Regions from separate parts of the Zea mays genome. Here region 1 is linked to region 2. The links are chromatin contacts, called in public Hi-C maps. All regions are on one chromosome and are shown on one strand. The core of a region is the stretch at or near the end of the contact, and the rest is flanking DNA. Distances in the headings are between cores, read along the strand shown.

Region 1 (2,700 bases), core at 121-2,620, 190 kb before region 2:
AGCTGAGCAGGAGCTCATTGAAGGCAAGTTGTGCCCTTGATCACTTACTTTCCCAGCCATGTTCTTATTAATTTTAATGATCTGCATAGGTTAATTTTGATGGGATCCTTTATGTTACCCCAGTTTTGATTACCTCTATACCTTGTTCACCCCTGAAATATTTTTGGGTAGTACTTGCTATTGCTTTATGTAGATTGGGTATGGAGATACACTACTCATAATTATCCTGTTATTATCTTGTTATTATTACTGTTCATGTTAAGATCATTAAATTAATGGGAACATGGAGCGACCACCCGGGAAAACAGTGCTACCACAAGGGTTTAATGGGACGCCCTTGGCTGATTAACTAGGAAAGCTAGTGGAGGTCTTCCTTACCCGAAAGGGGCAAGGGCAGTAGGGGAGTGGTCAGTGTAGGGAGGTCCTTGGTTGATTTTGCTGCGATGGCGGTCAGGCAAGAACCCCGCATTGGAGCTTCCTATAAACTGTAGCGGGATTTCTGAAGCTAGTGGAACTTTGTAAATGCCTCGTAGTGTTACCCTGCCTCGCCTCCTCGGTAGAGGTGTATGGGATTGGCCGTCTCTTGGCAGATGGGTAACATAACTTGTGGGTAAAGATGCGCAACCTCTGCAGAGTGTAAAACTAGTATACTAGCCGTGCTCACGGTCATGAGCGGCTCGGACCCTCGCATGATTAATTTATGGAACTTAAATTTAATGTGACATTTGCATCGCATTTGGGATTATTTTACTATTACTTTTCTCTATTATTATTAAGGTTTGATATTTACTTACACCTAGTAATTGCTAATAAAATTTTGACCAACTTATAAAAGCAATGCTCAGCTTCAGCCTCTATCTCATTTAATCAGCCTTACACTTCATGAACTCCCACCTTTGGTGAGTTCATGCCACATTATTCCCCACGACTTGTTGAGCTATGAACGTATGTGAGCTCACTTTTGCTGTCTCACACCCCCCACAGGAGAAGGACAGGTGGTCGAAGAGGAGCCGCCTAACACCGAGGCATTCGACTTGATCTAGGTGGCGTTTCTCAGTCGACATTGGCGCCGACGATCCTTAGTTCGTTTTATATTTATTCTTTTACTTTGTAATAAGTCTTCCGCTATGTAATAAGTACTCTGATGTTTTGTGACATTTATCTCTATACACTCTGTTATTATATATGTTGTCTTCTTGGCGCATGTATGAGATGCACCCGGCTTTGTCCTTTAAAACCCGGTGTGACAGTAGCATACATGGGCTTCTGAGACACTTGGGCCGTGCATATTTCAGCCCGTTCTTTTAGCTAGCCCATCAGCCCATTTAGAGCGCGTTAGCACTAGGGTTTCACCAGCTCTTAAGGCCGCCGCCGCCTCGGTGCCTCCTCGCTTCGAAGTGTTCGTGCGAAGGCGACCCTCCCTCCTTCGCTCCTTCCGCGCCGCCTCCCGGCCGTCGCCGCCATGGTCCGTCCCACCTACCTCCGCCGCCTCCTCCTCCTACTGCCATGCTTAGTTTCGTTTTTCTGACTGACATTTCGATGTTGCGTCGCAGGTGAAGTACTCGCAGGAGCCGGGCAACCCTACCAAGTGTAAGATCTCGCCCCTCTTTGCGTTGCTCCTGCGTTCGAGGTCCTTCCATCATTCTGTGGTGCTAATGGTGGGTTGTTTGGCGTTGTCTGTGCAGCGGCTAAGGCCATGGGCAGGGATCTGAGGGTCCACTTCAAGGTTCGTTGCTTTTCTTCAACATGCTGGGTTTGATTCTTTGTTTCTGTGAGGATTGGTAGATTCCTATTTGTTACTCTGTCCATCTGATGCGATTGTGATGAATTAAGTTCGCGTGTGGACGTTAGTGCAAAGCAGCGCACAATCGTGGTGTCATGCATGAATGAATTGGATTGTCGAACCTAAAGAGTAATTGTTCTGCTGTGTTTTATATGGGCAGTTTTCACGTTAATTCAGGGACATCAACAGTGTGTTATTATTACCTGATGGGCCATTGTTTTGTTTTTCATGACTAAGCGGTGTCTGGGATGGCTGCAGGTTGCAGCTGTAGTTTATAATAACAATTTAAATAGTTTTTTAAAAATATTTTTAATCTAAATAATAAATAAAATGATTTATCTAAATGTCTTCTAAAGGTTTGTAGCTTCAGCTCCACAATTTTATGTAGCACCTAATGACCTGCTCTACCAACTCTACCAAATTTCCTGAAGCCTGTGCTGTCCCAAACAGGGCCTAAGGGTTTGTAGACAATGTGACATTTTTAAACAAGTTTGTTTCTTGAGATGACTGAATGATGTCGATGTTTCATTCAACTTGTCCATGCAGTTCTTTCAATAGATTTTGTATAATGACTTCAAATACTGTATTAACATGCTATTTGCACCCCAAACAAACTTCTTGACTCAGAAATTTCGAATCTATATTAAGTTTTGTGGAACACATGATTAATGATTTTATTGTGAGCTGCGTCATGAGGTATCACAAGTTGCTCATATGACCATGGGACAGAAAAACTGGCAGTTTAGTCAATTTTAAAGCATTGTCCTGAATACTGATATGTTCTCTTCCAGTCTTGCTGTTATCTTTCTTCCTGGCCTATATTTGAAGCAACATATAGTTCCCCCCACAGAAACAAGTGGTAGTGTTCTCTATTTGATCTTGTCACTTTGTTAGTCACAAGTTACACAGGTATACTT
Region 2 (2,720 bases), core at 169-2,668:
AAGCACCTCAGTATAACGAAGATTATGGCCATTCCAAAACAAACATTATCGTCCACAAGTTAAAAGCATCTTGTAGGTCGTACACCTTGCTTTATATGTTGCGTACGACTAAAGCAACATATAATCTATCTGAGTCCCAAACCATGACCAATTTTATATAACAGAAGCAACTTATAGCATCGACAGAGTAAACCGTTCCAAGTTCCAACCAAACTAATGTTATGCTCTGAACAATCACCTTTGTAGTGGAAACGCACCTCAACCAAACTAAAGTTAAAAGAAGATTATAAGCTGTGATTGGTTTAGCGGTTTAGCGTCCAATCTTATTTTCAGCAACAAGTAATATATCCAAGGCTATTTCAGGTTATTGAGTAAGAGAAACGCAACATACAATCTAGCCGTGTAATCTACCCAAATCACCAACAAACAATCTAGCCGTGTGATCCAACTAAATCCCAACAAACAACCTAGCCGTGTATAATCTACCCAACCAAGAGCATTCAGTCACCCAACCAAGAGCATTCAGTCCTACATGGAAGTGCATCATTGATAGAATAAACAGTTTCCAAATGTAGAAACCGAACCTGCGTTTGGTCATTCATAAAAAATTTAAACAACTAGAGTTCCCCACATTATCCACACAAACGCATCGATATCGCAGTCGCAGTACAGGACCAAAGCAGAACAAGCTCAGAAGTCAGAACAAACAAACAAACCAACAAAAAAAACCATCCGAGGAGCAGGAGAACCTGTTATCTACAAAGCATCCACAAAACAAACAAACCACTAGAGTTCGCCATACCAAATCACCAATGCATCGATAGCACAGCCGCGGAACAGGTCCAAACTCCAAAGGTAGAGCAAGCTCATCCGAACACACAAAAGCAGAGAAACAGGGCCAAAACCGAGGGGCAGGAGAAGCCACACCTGGTTGACGAGCGCGACGCGGTGGTCGTGAAGCTGCTGAATGATCGCGTCGCACACCGTCGTCTTGCCCGACGCGGTGCCTCCACACACGCCTTCAGAGCCAGCAGCGAACGACACCAGAACTCAAAAACCAGACCAGCGGGAAAAATCCCGAACGAGAGAGGAAGTGGTAAGCCAATCGCCCGCCGGTCTCGGCGACTGCGAGGCAGGGCGCATACCTATGACGAAGGGCTTCCTGGTCCCGTCCTCCGCCTTGGGGAACGCGAGCCCCGGCGCGGCGACGAGCGTGCCGTTGCCGCTGGCGGAGCGGGAGGGGGAGGAGGAAGGGGAGAGGGAGAGGCGGCGCGAGTCGAGACGGAGGCCGCTGAAGTGGGGACCCACCGCGGAGCCCAACGCGTCCTCCATCGTCTCTACGGCGGCGGTTGCCGCCTCGCCGGCCACCTGGGCGATCGACTTGGAGGTTTTGACACGGGGAGGAGGTGGGGCTTTTGGGTGGGGGAGCTAGCCTGGTGGAGGAGGCCGTTGCGTGGAGGCGGTTTATATGAACCGCCGGGTCCAGCGGGGTGGCACTGTCCACGTGGTGCAGCAAGGATGGGTGCAGGGGACGCGCGAGCAGGGGGGGGGGGGAGTTGTAGAGCAGGGGAATATGAAAAGGTACATTCTCGGTTCCTAGCCTTGAAGTTGCTGGTCCATTTTGGTTTCGTCGGACCCTTTTTTGGTTTTTTCTGAGCGCCTATAACTGCTAGCATGCGAGCTTTTTCTGAGATTCGTTTTTTTTCCTTGGCATTCAATGTCGATGCAGATGAAATGCAGGACCGTGGCCATGCACTGCATATCTGCGTACTGTGCAAGGGGATTTGGGGATGTTGACCACTCGCCGCAGGACGGCAGGAGTGCATTTATGTACTAGGAAAAGGGATAGAGTTTTTTTCCCTTTTTTTGAAAAAAAATAGAGTAGGATCGCTTCAGGTACTCTCATCCCATTTGCTGGAGCAAGCGGTGTCCACTGCCCACACGCATCCCTGCGACTGACATGTGGAGCACGCCCTTAAACACGTGACAAAGAGGGGACGACAGATGCGAAAGGACCGGCCAAAATAATGCAGCACCAGATGTATAAGTGATGATGCCTTGACGATTACTACCAGTAGTATAATAATATATACCATTTTTATATTACGTTTTAGAATATTATGGTCTACAGTTTATAGAATTTTGGTCTAGACTATATGAGAAATACTCAGAAATATAGTATAGCTTTGGCTATACTGAGGTATTCAAAACAATGTTTTACAAAGTTTAACCGAACATCTTTTAGAGACATTATAGTATTCTTAAATATTATAGTATTATAAGTGTAAATAGTCATGGCTATTAGTATTTTGGTTCCTCGTTGTTCATACGCGCGCTGGTCAATGGCACAGTATAAAATTATAAATGGTGTTGCTTAGTGGGAAAGGAATCGGATGACGACTTCACGAGGGGGATATAAATAATGACTTGGGTACACTTGGCGCAAGAACGACACATGCTGCTCCAAACCCAGCAACTGCTCTCCATCGTCATCGAGGATAAGATCGAGCTAATAAAAAAACAACCAGCCCAACATTGTGCGATCGTACGCATCAATGTGGAAGGCGCTGCTGTTCTTCGATGTGTTTTTAAAATGTGCACTACTTTATACTGCTGCACGGTAGCACGACTGGATAGTTTACACCTCCTCCCCACATCATGATGGGAGGAGTAGGCGGCCGATCCGGCTTTGGTGTTGATCTGGCATGGCCTCGTGCTCG

The links. Hi-C and Micro-C count contacts between places; a contact is called where the count stands out from the background.
Region 1: a contact with region 2 is called in a Hi-C map of tassel, with 3 times the contacts expected there. The contact joins the promoter of LOC100272465 here to the promoter of LOC100191860 in region 2. A contact is called at or near these places in 2 of 25 Hi-C or Micro-C datasets (leaf and tassel).

Annotation. Positions count from the first base shown.
Region 1 is chr1:198,132,566-198,135,265 of Zm-B73-REFERENCE-NAM-5.0, reverse strand. It overlaps LOC100272465 (60S ribosomal protein L17), which reads left to right and starts at 1,370. Exons shown (of 7, transcript NM_001146937.1): 1 at 1,370-1,465; 2 at 1,554-1,590; 3 at 1,686-1,726. The coding sequence starts at 1,463.
Region 2 is chr1:197,937,839-197,940,558 of Zm-B73-REFERENCE-NAM-5.0, reverse strand. It overlaps LOC100191860 (Uridine kinase-like protein 2 chloroplastic), which reads right to left and starts at 1,418. Exons shown (of 14, transcript NM_001137284.2): 1 at 1,146-1,418; 2 at 928-1,019. The coding sequence starts at 1,332.